Linked DNA regions of Mus musculus: region 2 is linked to region 1. Evidence: chromatin contacts called from public Micro-C data. All regions are on one chromosome and are shown on one strand. Each heading gives the region's core, a stretch centred on a gene start, on an enhancer-like site or on the middle of the called end of the contact. The rest is flanking DNA. Distances are from core to core; before and after follow the strand shown. Region 1 overlaps Ralb (v-ral simian leukemia viral oncogene B). Region 2 holds the start of 3110009E18Rik (RIKEN cDNA 3110009E18 gene).

Region 1 (6,571 bases), core at 2,012-4,511:
CCCAGAATGAGATCCCAGAGCACTGACTCCAGCCTTCTCAAAAACGTCAGCATTTTCATACTGAAAAAGTCTGTGTTTTGTTTCATTGTTGTTGTTTAGACAAGGTCTCCTTAAGTAGACTATGCTGGCCTTGAACTCACAGAGATCTGCCAGCTCCTGCCTTCTGAGTAGCGGGATCAAAGGCATGTGCTACCATGACCAGACAGCCTTCTTGGTTTTAAAACATAAAGCCTTAGTCCGGGTGTGGGAGGCAGAGGACAACTAGCACTACACCTTGTCTCAAACATGCACCCTCCTCCTCTCCAGAGAAGACTAAGGCTATACCTGGATGCCCTCTGTATTTCCCTCAGCTAGGAACAGAAGTCTGAGCATCATAAGAAGCAACGTGAGAGTTCAGATAACAATGTAAAGAAAACAAAGATGCTGGGATACGGCAGCTGGGAGAGGGCTTGCCAAGCACTGGGGTCCACCCTGACACCCACAAACCAGGTGCAACGGTCCACACCTGTGTTTCTAGCACTCCTTACACACACACGAGATCTACAGGTCAGTCTAGAGCATATGAGACCCTGTCTAGATAGATAGATAGATAGATAGATAGACACACACATACACACATAGACAGAAGACAGGCAGACAGACAGAACCAGGGACATGGTGCGGTGGAGGATAAGAACCTGGCAACGTGAACTCAATTCCCTGGGGCCCACATGATAACCAAAATCTAGCTGACGATGGAACACAACTCACTGTGCCCCAGGCTACAGAGAGCACCAAGCTCTTAAAGCCAGGTCCTCCGAATGTCCCTTGAGAGTACTCAGCCCTCTTCTAGAACCAGCTAGTCAAACAGCTCTCCTTGGTAGGGTACAAAGAGAGGGAGTGACATCCCACAGCGCTAGCCTGGGCTACAGTGTGAACTGAGAACAAGAAGAGGTAGACAGATCTGTGGCCGAGCATAACTGGGTGCAGACATAGCCCTTCTGTTCTGCCTGCCCTGGCTCTGCACTGATTTCACAAGCCCAGGATGTGAAGTAAGAGCCCACAGCACAGCATGGGAAAACGGCGTGAAGTTCAGCTGTAAGGCACCTACTTCAACTGTGTGCTAACACTCTGAACTCTGATGTAAAAGAAAAACCACAGGGCGGTCATGTGATTGTGTAGAGCCCTGGGTTCCATTCCCAGCACTGCATAAACCGGGTGCTATGATGCCCGCCTGTCATTCCAGTGCTGGAAGGTAGAGGGCTGGAGGCTGGAAGATCACAAGTTCAAGGGTCTCTTCAGCTACTTACGGAGCTCTAGGCTAGCCTGTGTGAGACTTTCAAACAAAACAAAAAAAAAAAGGATGAAAAAAGAAAAAGGAAAACAGAAAAATGACAAGTCAACTGTGATGGCACAAAGCTTGAATGCTAGCACTTGGGAGATGGAGGCAGAAGGACTAGAAAGTCATCACTGCCTACATAACCAAGCTTGAGGTCAGACTGCGGGTGTGACACTGCCAACATAACCAAGCTTGAGGTCAGACTGCGGGTGTGACACTGCCTACATAACCAAGCTTGAGGTCAGACTGCAGGTGTGACACTGCCTACATAACCAAGCTTGAGGTCAGACTGCGGGTGGTACGAGACCCTGTCAAAAGAAAAAAGGTGGAGGAGAAAGAGGAGGAGGAGAAGGAAGAGGAGAAAAAAGAAAGAGAAGGAGGAAGAAGAGGAGGAAGAAAGGAGGAAAAGGAGGAGAAGAGGAGGAAGAAGAAGGGGGCAGTGGTAGCAGAGGCAGCAGCCACAGTGGCTGAGTGGTCAGGAGAGAGTGCCACTCATGCAGAGAGCCTGAATTCAGTTCCCGGTACCCACATCAGACAGTTCACAGCTACCTGCAACTTCAATTCCAGGGGATTTTTCTTACTTCTATAAGCACCTACATTCACATACCCCTACATAGATAGACACACACACACACACAGAGTTGAAATAAAATTAAAAGCCAAGCAAACGAGATGGCTGTGTCTTGAGACAGCAAAAGCCAGATTCTGAGAAGCCTCCAGAACTCGTCCTACCTTGTCCACATTGGCGCGGGTCTTTGCAGATGTCTCCACGTACTGCACACCCCACTCCTCCGCTTTGCCTCGGGCCTCGTCCACAGGCACCTGCCTCCGCTCCTCCAGGTCGGACTTGTTGCCCACGACCAGCAGTGGGATCTTGTCCTCCTCTGACTTGACTCGGAGAATCTGTTCCCTAGGGACGGTGCGGCAAGAACAGTGTGGTTAAGAAAGCCAAAACTGGCGGGAGAGGCACCAGGACGGCTCAGCGGCTGAGTGCTTGCCTCCAAGGCAGTCTGAGGACCTGGGTTTGATCTACACTGTGAGTGGTGATAACTGGTTCCTGCAGGTTGTCCTCCTTCCTCCACGTGAACTATGGTATGTATGCCGGTGCACGCACAGCGCACAAATAAATAAAGTTGCTTTGTTTTGTTTAAAAGCTGGCATATGAAGTCAGCTTTACAAGTAGCTGCCAGGTGCCTCGGGGTTTACAGAGCATCTAAAGCCCTCGGTAAAGAACAAGAGAAATCATTCCATCGGGAGATTTCAAAATGGGTGTCTACTAGCAGGGGCTTTTCCAGGCTGGCCCTTAGCTTTCGTCCATTATGATCATCTGGTCTCTCCCAGGTACGGATTTCTCTGCCCCATACTCCTACAAAAGAGATGTCTGCATAGGAAGTCAGGAGTCTGCATCTCAACGGAGTCCCCCAATTTATGGGGTCAAAGAGAAAGGGAGAGGGAAGTCAGGAAGAAACCCTCTGTGAATCTCGGGGACATGGCCCAGATGGCAGGGTGCTCCCACTGTATACACAGAGCCCCTCCCCACCCCCCACCCCTGGTTCCTTCTCAGCACTCTACAGGCAGGCATGGTGCTACACGCCTGTAAACCCAGGAGACAGGAAGACCAGAAGTTCATGGTCATCTTAGCTACATAGTAAGTTTAAGGCTTCATGAGACACTACTTAAAACAACAAACAAAACAAAAAAATCCAATCAAACCCAAAGCAACAGCTCACAAAAATGCTTAGTAATTCCAATACAGGCACAAGGGAGAGAAGAAAGCAGTGTGTACAGACATCCTGTTTTATCTCCGGGATGGCCTCAAAATCAGATTATGAAGAGGAAACACAGTTGTGATCACAAAAGTGTTACCCACATAGAAACTTCCTGAATGCTCAAAAAAAATCTGCAGCCGCAAGAGCTCACGCTGAGTTCTCTGCTGTGCGTCTCCTCCATACACACACCGCAGCTGCAGAAAGCAAGCCAGAACCTTCAGCTCTTTAGAGACCTTTAGGAGGCAGGGCCTGGTGGGAAGAAGATAGGTCTCTGGGGTGTGCCCTGGGAAGGGACACTGGGACTCTAGACTCCCTCTTTTGCACCCCAGCTGCCGTGTACCACACAAGCCTTCAGTAACATAACCCCCACCATGCTGCATGCCCCCTACCCCTGGGCCCAGAGCAACAGGCCACATGATCGTGGTTGGTAGCCTCAGAAACCACAAACCACAGTAACTTCTTTTCTGATAAGCGGACTAACTAGGGTATTCTGTCCTTAAGGGGAGTCGATGAAAAAATTTGCAATTATATAAGAAAGTGGGAAAGCTTGTGTGGTGTGGTGAAGAACCAGCTACAGAAGAAGTACCCCCCAATGCTCACTATTTCTTTATAACAGAATTTGGAGTTGGGAACACTGGCTGCTCTTGCAGACAACTTTGGGGTCTATTGGCACGCTCAGAACTCTTTGGCCCTTGTATGTACTGCACACACTTGGTACACAGACATACAGTAGGCAAAACACCAGTACACATAAATAAAAATAAGTCCACCTTTTAAAAAAGGTATGTGCAGAAATCCTAAAACATGGATGCCCAAAGAAACAGAAACAATAGTAGACCAAAGTGTAACAAGATTCAGAGAACCCTACGGCAGAGTTCTTCCTCATCAGAGCCCGGCCATCACTAGGCCACTCGACCCCGGATCCCTCGCCCTCAGCCGCCGGGCAGGAGGGTCAGGGCCAGGCTCTCCCCAGTCAAGCACACCTGAACTCGGCTGTGGCTGTGAAAGACTCGTGCTCTGTGATGGAGAACACCAGCAGAAAGCCTTCTCCGCTTCGGAAGTAGTTGTCACGGATGGCCGCATAGTCCTCCTGGCCAGCGGTGTCCAGGATGTCTATCTGGACCTCTTCTCCGTCGAGAACCACCTTCTTTCTGTAACTGTCAGCTTTGGTGGGCTCATAGTCTTCTACAAACTGGGGGGAAGCAGTCAGAATTAAGGAGTACAGTCGGCACCCCGACTACATCACTACGTCTGAATGCTTTGCAATCAGCTTTGTATTCACTAAGAGTCTAGAGCTATTACACCCAGAGAAGACACTGAAGAATGCAAACAACCCACTCCTTCCTTCCTTCCTTCAACAGGGTCACACGATGTGGCTCAGGCTGGTCTTGAACCTCCTGTCTCTACTTTCCAAATGTTGGAATTGCAAGCATGTCCCATCATGCTTGGGAACACTTCCTGCCTTAATAGCTCTGAGTTCAATTTCTTTTTTTTAAAGCTTTCAACAACAGGGGCAGATAGCCCCATTTTACAGATAAGAAAGGCCAACACTAAGAAGAATTCTTGATGATATCATTGTCAATAGAGCATAAAATTATAATACAAACAATGGAAAAGGTGAGGCTCGGGAGCCTGTATTAATAATGAGCAGAACTATAAAAATCATCCCAAGGGAATCTGGCAAGAGGAATCAGAGTGTAGAGTAAAACAAGCGGAGAGTCGGGGAGATGGATGAGTGGACAAAGTGCTGGTCATCAAACATGAAGAGCTGAGTGTGACCCCCCACATCCCTCTTAGAAACAAACAAACAAACAAACAAACAAACAACAACAACAAAAGCCAGAGGCTGGGGAGAGGGCTCAGCAGTTAAGAGTATCTATGGCCCTCCTAGGGGACCTAAGTTCAGACCACAGTCCCCTTGGTGGCTCCAGGGGATCCAGTGCGTCCAGCATGCATGAGCACCTGCACTCGTACGCACACACCCACATTTACACACCGGTATATGTAACTAAAAATAATAAAATAATCTAAAAAAAGAGTGAGACATGGTAATAGTGCATGCTTATAATCCTAGTCCAGGGACATGAGGACAGGTGACATTGCCAGCTAAGGCCAGTTAAGACCACCTAAGACCAGCTAAGGCCAGCCTACGCAGAGAGCCCCAGGCTAATGAAAGACCTTGTCTCAGAAACAAGGTGGACCATATCTGAGGACCATTGCCTGGGGATGCTCTCTGGCCTCCATAGGCACACAAGCATGTGCATGCACATGTAGGTGCACACCCCCCACACATGCATCTGCATACATGAACATGCGCACACACACATGTAAATTAATAAATAAATCCAGTCAAGCACTGAAAGTAGACATGGTAGCACCTTATTACCTTGAAGTAGAGAAGGGCTTTTTAAACTATGACTCAAAGTCCAGAAGCCATGTAAAAAAAATTGATGTTAGATTTCCCAAGAATGAAAAAACAACAGAGGCACAGCACAGCCCAACCCAGCCCAGCACAGCGCAGCACGATGCAAGCGCTAGCCAGAACTCTGAGCTGCACACAGTGCATTGAGCACTCCTCTTTAACACGCACTGATGGGAGCATCCAAAGCCAGCATGGAGACATGCTCTCCTCACTAGTGCGAAAGAAAGGAAGGAGGGAGAAGGGAGAGAGGGAGGAGGGAGAAGGGAGAGAGGGAGGGAGAGAAAAGCAATCAGGAGAGAGGAGGAAGAGCTGCCCTGAGACATGGGCTTTGGGGAAAGACCTGTTGCTCCCTGTGGGGCAGGGGACAGGACCATCCCATGGAGAGATTTGTCAACATCTGATAAAATGAGAAGTACTTTATCCTCTGACTCTCCCCACATCTAGCTTCTAGGAATCTAATCTCCAGAAACGCTGGCTCAAAAATCAAGGTCACTGTTGGCACCAAAGGGCATCACAAAAGATGAAGGTCCACCCAAATGCCCAGCTAAGGTTGGCTATACAACTGAGTGCTTCGCTGTTACACAAAAAGGAGGAAGGAAACTCTATACGGGCATGTAGACAACTCTAGAATAACAGTGTGTCATTCTGCAGCAGGTCGCCAGTAGAGTAGAGATTATTACCTATGTATAGAAGGATGTAGTCTCCCCTCAAAGACAAAACAAATTCAAAAACTGCCAAAAAAAGAAGTAAATTAGCCTCCCCGAATGTTTTTTTTTGTAATAAAGACACACACATAAAAATTAACTAATTTATGAGACTTTAGTAAACTCTTGATAAAATGCAATCCCTTTTAACATTTTTAATTACATTTATTTAGCTTGTGTGTGTGGTTGTGTGTGTATGAGTGTGTGTATATGTGTGCATGTGTATATGTGTGTATATATGTGTTTGTGTATGTGTGTGTGTATATGTGGGTTTATGTGTTTATGTGTGTTTGTGTGTATATATGTGTTTGTGTATGTAGTGTGTGTTTGTGTATAAGTGAGTATGTGTACGTGTGTG
Region 2 (6,571 bases), core at 2,982-5,481, 640 kb after region 1:
CAACCCGGCATTTTTATTACGGTTTTTAAGAACTCCTAGTGTCTCACACAGTGGGTTCTATTGTAAGAAACCCAGACGGGTTTATAGCAACCCAAATTTAAAATTGAGAGAAGACAGGATAAAAAAATATATGCCCTTAGGTTTTTATGAACTGTAAAGTTAAAGGTTTAAAACCCAGTGTTTTACTTTAAGAAACAAAAAACCCATTCTTCCTTGGAGCTGGGGATGAGGCTGAGTCGGCAGAAGCCTCCCTCGCATGTCCAGGGCCCTGGTGAGCTTCAGCATGTATCAACAGGGCATGGCATCACAGGCCTATCATCCCAGCACTTCAGGAAGTAGAGGCAGGAGGATCAGGAATTCAAGGTCATCATGGCTACACAGTGTTGCTTGAGGCCAGCCCAGGCTACATGAGGATTTATCTCAAAAAATCAAATATAATACAATAAAAGAAAAATAGGCAGGCATAGTGTTCACACACCCATGATGCCAGGGGCTGTGGGGCCGGGAGGAAGGAAAGTTCAAGGTTTTGCCTTACAGAGAGCTTAAAGCCAGAACGAGTGGCTTAGTGAGATTCTGTTTCAAAATTAGAAAAATATTAAGTAATACAAGGGCTGGGAATGTGGCTGAGTTGGCAGAGCGCTTGCCTATCATGCTCCCAACCCTGGGTCCTAGCACCAGCACCAGATAAACTGGGCATGGGAATTAATATCTGGAAGGTGGAAGCAGGAGGATCAGAAATTCAATGTTATTTTTGGCTATATAGTGAATCTGGGCCAGCCTCGGCTACATAAGACTCTGTCTTAAACAAAATAGGGGGTGGGGGAGTGCAAAGACTAAAAATCCTCAAAACCAAACCAAACTTCTACTTTAACCAAGATAAATAAACAAACACCCATTCGTGTGGTTCAGAATCCAAACATTCTGAAAAAATAAAATAATAAAATAAAATAAAATAAGGCCGGAGAGGCGGCTCAGCACGTAAGAGCACTGGATGCTCTTCCAGACGGCCTAGGTTCAATTTCCAGCACCCACATGGTAGCTCTCAATTGTAACTCCAGTTCCAGGGGATCTGATAACTCTCAAACAGATAGACATGCAGGCAATACACCAATTGAAATTAAAACATGAACATGAAATTAAAACAACAACAAATCTAAAGAGAGCTTTTAGGGTCTCTCCCCATCCCCCTTTCAGCTTGCTGGTTTCCCTTCGAGCTACATTGCTATTATCTGAGGGGGTGGGGGTGGGGGTGGGGCTCTGCCGTCCTTGCCTGTACTTGTCTTTATAATCTGGCCCTATTTCCACACATCGCTGGACTCCTTCTTGTTGTATCTGGAGGTTTTGTCTGAGGACCACGCTGCTTCCAGAGCACCTGCTTTTGGAAAGGCCTTTCACCATCCTTCCTTGGGGGACAATTTCATTGCTAGGAGCAGAAACTGCAGAGTGTGCAGCTTGGGGCACTGAGTCTGAGAAAAATAAGTTCCAGGAACCTCACTGGAAGACTGTGACTGCAAAGGAACCCTCAGAGCCTCAGAGGAAGACTCCCTGCCTCAGAGGAAGTTCTCCTTAGATGGAAGCGTATACTTGCCAACACGCCAAGTGTGCACACCACTGTGCAGGTGTGGAAGCCAGTGGACAACTTTTGGGAGTCAATTCTCTCCTTTCACCAAGTGGCTCCTTTAGATAGTCAGGCATGGCAGCGAGAACCTGCTAGCCATTTCGGTGATCCCTGCAACGTCTAATTCAGAAGCCGCTTGCCCCCTGTGGCCACTGAGCCCTTGAAACACAGCTTGCATAGCTACAGACTGGCCTTTTGGCATTACTTAGGTTTAGCTGTTTTCAGCTAAAACCCATATAACCACTTGTGGCTAGTCTTTGTTGTATTGAACCAGTACAGCAAAAAACAAACAAACAAACAAGCCGGTTCCCTGACCAGGCAAGGGTGGATTCCAAGCTAGTCTACTGATGCTTATATTCCAGCAAGTACCAATAGCGTGGCTAGAGGCCAGGCTCTGGGAAAATACTATCTAGCAGAAAGCATCCACAGCTCTCTGTTCCCTTCCCACTGGCTTCTCCTTCCTGGATGTTTATAAGCCCTCAAATCTCTGACCTGCTTGGCTAGCCACTCCAGCTCCAGTGGAATTGGAGGCCATGCTTGGTGGGTGACTGAGGCATACATTTTCTTCTATGCTGTCATGAGTCCTTGCTGGAACACACTGTGTTGCTATCTCAGGCTATAGCCACTGCTCAAGGCACAGAAAAGACAGTATCATAGACTAAGGTAACCCACAGCATAGTTTCAAAAGCTATACCAAGGGGCTGGAGAGACAGGCCAGCCAGTAAAGTACGAGGGTGTGAGTTTGACTCCCGGAACCCATGTGGGAGGGAAACAAATATAAGGCCACGCAGCAGCCTGTGCTTATAACAGTGCTGGAGAGGCAGAGACAGGCTGGCCCATCAACCTACAATACTTGGCAAAAAAGAAAAATCTGCCCAAGATTTTTGGATAGGGAGAAAAGTCACCTGGATAGGGCAGACTTGGGCCAGCAGCACTTCTGCCTTGCCCCAGGGTACCAGATATGATGTATCTGCTCATCTATTCGGCTTGGGAAAGAGGCCAAGCACTCCATGACCCTGTTCATCTGATGGAAACGGGAGGCTCGAGAAAGCGACTGCTGAGCAACAAGGCTGGAGCCTTTGCTGCCTTCAGAGTAGATGCTGAGATAATCAGTAAAGTCCTTGTAAACCCACACTGACTCTGCTCCCAGAGTCACTAAGAGTTTAGGGAGATGGTCTTTGCAGGTGACAATCTCTCAGCTTAAGGTCTCCATACCAATGTTCTGTCATCACAGCCTGCCTCTGGCAGTCGGAAGGCGAAGTTCTCAGACTCCCGGGCTGCCGAGCCAACTTGGCCCGCTCTGATGAGAAGCTGGGCATACCTGTATTTACATCGCCCACAGTAGCTTGTTTGAAGTGACTGTAGATGAACAGCATCTCTTCATCAGTTGGCTGAGTCTTGAGGCGCTTCACCTCCTCAGCGGCTTTGTCAAATTCAGCCTAAGAGTGAGGGAGAGGGAGAGGAACGAGATGTAGGTTGCCTGAGTGGGAGAGGCCCAGGGATGCCTCCCATATTCCCTCTTCTTGCCAGGATTCCCTAAGGCCCACCTGTCCACTCAAGCAGTTACAGCACTGTGTCAAGTGCTGGGAATAGTTTTGGCTCACAGTGGAAGTGCACGCCCTTGAAAATTTTCTTGCCCAACTAACTGCCTGGGCCACCACTGGCCCAGATCCAACAATTGCTGGGGTTCCAGTAAAGCCCGACCTATGATCAGCGGAGATTGACTGGGCAGTAAGGGGAAACGTGGTGTGATCAAAACAGTCGATCAGAGTTCAGGAGAGGAATGCGGTGGAATCCAGTGTCTGGAGCCAGCTGGTCCCTTCCTACAGGGGCCTGGAGTTCAGCGTTGACCTCTGTCCCAGTGCCCAGATTAGGGAGAGGCAAGTGGGAGGAGTCAGAGATCGCCCTACAGGGCTCAGTCCTCGGTAGTGGTCTCCACTGGAGGGAAGGAAAAGGCTTCTGGACCACCTCACCTACTCACATCTCTTCTGTACAGGGGCAGGCCAGGCACAAGACTAAATACCTTCCCCGACCTCCAGGCTCTTCAGCCAGGGCCTGTATGAGTGCCCCTCTATTCCATTCGGTTCTTCCCAGTGTGGGATTCAATCTTCCCTGTCCTTCCTTCCCTCTTACGCCCCATCTTTCTTTCGAGGACCCTGTTCCTGCTTCACCCAGGAGTTCAGCCCACCGGCAACTCTCTGGCAGTTCCGGCGTGGGTGGCAGTTTTACATATCTGCAAGGGAAAAAGTTCCGCTCCCCAGGCTATGAGCTGGGCTCGGATCCCAGAAGAGCTGCGGGATATCTGAGGAAATAGACCCGGCTGTCCCCAAACCCACAGCATCTTCGCAGCCCGGCGGGGCACACGCAGTACCTGAGACATACTGGTGAGGTGATACGGATGCCGAAAGCGCGGGAGCAAGCTCAGAAGCAGCAGCAATCAAGTCACAGAGCGCACCAGCTAGCGCCTTTAAAAGCACAACCCCGGCGTTCCAACTGAGCTCGGGCGAGCGGCAGCAGCCAATCAGAAGTCGGATCTGCTTTCGGGGGCGTGTCCATCCTAGCGGAGCGCTCCAACCCTTCCCGGACCCAAGAGGGAGTTTATTGCGCACGCGCGGGGAGGAGCCGCGGGGCACGTTGGGAGCAGGTGGGACGCGTTTCGTTTTTTTTTTTTTTTCCGTGGGGGAAGGGACGGACGGGACATTCTCCGTCAGGGCAGTTGGGCAGGAGCTAGCAGGCACTGAGAACGCGTGAAATGGGGTGCTGCGGGAGGAGAGCAGAAATCAGTATGATTCTTTCCCTTTAACTCTCATGCGGATTGGAAAGAGGCCGGAAGTTGCATCGCTGGTTGAGTAAATTATCCGACTAGAAAATGGGATGCCCCGACCCCTTTCGGAAAATCCAGGGAAGAATCCCCGGTGCACAGCGCAATGGTGGCCCGCTGGACCAAGTCCATATCTAGGCCTTTTCTTCTGAACTTCTGGCATATTCTTTGACATTGCCCATACTTGTCGGTCCTGCACCCCTAACGCAGTCTTGTGTTCCATCAGTGCTTTATAAAGGCGGAGACAATGTGATATAACAAACTTGCACAAGAAGAGGTGCCCATCGAGCCTTGGTTAAGTGAATAACTTTTCAAATGGTTTTTAAACACGTGACCTGATGCTTGCCGACTCCTAGACCTTGGACACGCAGCAGAGGACAAACAGACGAATCTTTGCTACTTTGCAGCGTCTTATAGTGGGTTCATAGTTGATTTAGTTTAAAAAGTAAAGAGTTGGAAGTTATAACTGATGTGTGTGGAGAGGGGTTGGGGAGAAGATGCTGTTTGAGCGAGTCCTGCAAGTCGGAAGGAGCATTCTAGCAGAAGCAGGAGTAAGCAGGAGTTACTGTGGACACTGAGGTCTTTGAATTCTTAGTCTCATTAGTGAAATAATTTAAAACTGATTCGGAAGGAAGCTTGAGGACAATTATATTAAAAGTTTGAGGTAAAAAACCCACAGGACAGACAAGCTGAAAATGTTGACATCCACTGGGGAGAGGAGACTGGGGAAAAGTTTTGCCTTTTTTTTTTTTTTTTTTTTTTTTGGTTTTTCAAGACAGGGGTTCTCTGTATAGCTCTGGCTGGTCTCGAACTCAGAAATCCGCCTGCCTCTGCCTAAGTTATGCCTTTTAAGCTAGACACGGAGGTCAGAGAAATTGAGAAAACCCAGAGTGTTAGGGAGAACATGCTTAGGAGTGCACAGCAGGTTCAGAGGGTTGAGTTTAGACGGCATTCAAATCCAAGAATATGTGTCCCGGGACAAAAGACTACAGCGGGGCAATGAGGAAGTACAACTAAGTAAAACACGACAGAGCTGCAGAAGTAAGAACGAAGTAAGCTGAATAGGTGATGGCAGAGGTTGTTCATTTTGGGCATGCAGGCAGTCATTCTGATGGAGTCATGGGGTGGGGAGGGGACTTTTCAACAGAGGTGATGGTGCTATAGGGGCCTTGGCTCCATGGGAGAAGGAGGAAGGGCGACAGCACAAGTGGGCGGGAGGATTTAGAGGGCTGAAAGAACTTTCTGGCAATGGATACAAAGGTGAAAGAGAGGGGTGATAGAAAATTCTCTGGAGGTCATTACAAAAGGGAGATAGTCTCTTCTCACTTCCTAATGTGTGGCCAGAGGCCTGGGCCACAGTTTGCCACCCTGTCTACCTGCCCCCTCATCACAGCTGTAGTGGTTTGCAAAGGCAGGGCTAGGGCTGCTGCTCGGTGCTGGAGAGAGTCTGTCTGCCTAGTATATGTGAGATCCTGGGTTCCATTCCCAGCCCCGCAAAAGTAGAAAACTTAAGTCCGAGCCTTCAGATGTCACCAGCAGCTTCGGTCATGTTTTGTGGAGTGTTTGGGAAGGAGAACTTTAATTGCAGGGAACACAGGTAGATTTGTTAGTTTGTAAGTCACTTTGCTTAGAAAGCAAAAGTAACAAAAATGTTGGAGGTGAGTTTGGAGAAATTGCCTGTGAAGTATAAAAAATGTCGATGTTTTCTTTGTCACTTCTGAAAGAGGAAGTGACTCCACAGAGCTTTGACTGGACTCCCATGCGGTCAGTGGATCCGTGGGCATGTTGCCGTTATCTGTATGTAGTCTGTATGTATGTAGTATGCCAGTCTGTATGTAGTTCCAGGTTGAGTTGTTGGTTGCTTGTAGGAATATAACTCACTTTATTAATTCCAGGTAGTGGTTCCAGATGAGGGTACAAAAATTATTTCAAGGAGGTGAGGGACATGCTGAAGGGTGTGGACCCTTGGGAGCTAAGCTCTCTTGAGCCAGAGGGGACAAAAGAAGGTATCCTTGTAGAGTTTCCCAGGCACCGTGTCAGAGAGCCTGAGGCCATGCTTCTCAGCACACCTTGTGCCTCCTTCCCTTGCTGCTCAGCAACTCTTTGTTGGTGTCTCAGCTATGGGAACGTCA

The links. Hi-C and Micro-C count contacts between places; a contact is called where the count stands out from the background.
Region 2: a contact with region 1 is called in a Micro-C map of the G1E-ER4 cell line. The contact joins the promoter of 3110009E18Rik here to the enhancer-like site in region 1. A contact is called at or near these places in 2 of 39 promoter capture datasets (the C10 cell line and the HPC-7 cell line), 1 of 484 Hi-C or Micro-C datasets (the G1E-ER4 cell line) and 1 of 115 datasets of contacts at active chromatin or transcription factors (stem cell-derived neural progenitor cells).

Annotation. Positions count from the first base shown.
Region 1 is chr1:119,473,845-119,480,415 of GRCm38.p6, forward strand. Ralb (v-ral simian leukemia viral oncogene B) reads right to left here. Exons shown (of 5, transcript NM_022327.5): 3 at 4,071-4,279; 4 at 2,051-2,228. Among named protein-coding and RNA genes, the nearest start is that of Gm46145, 23 kb to the left of the region's middle. Within about 2 kb of position 3,262, at least 32 of the 459 cell types and tissues checked have an H3K27ac peak or open chromatin away from gene starts, as enhancers often do. A contact at or near this core is called in the G1E-ER4 cell line and the HPC-7 cell line, where this site is marked.
Region 2 is chr1:120,116,956-120,123,526 of GRCm38.p6, forward strand. 3110009E18Rik (RIKEN cDNA 3110009E18 gene) reads left to right here and starts at 4,232. Exons shown (of 6, transcript NM_028439.2): 1 at 4,232-4,262. Dbi (diazepam binding inhibitor) reads right to left here and starts at 4,141. Exons shown (of 4, transcript NM_007830.4): 1 at 3,990-4,141; 2 at 2,940-3,057. The coding sequence starts at 3,998.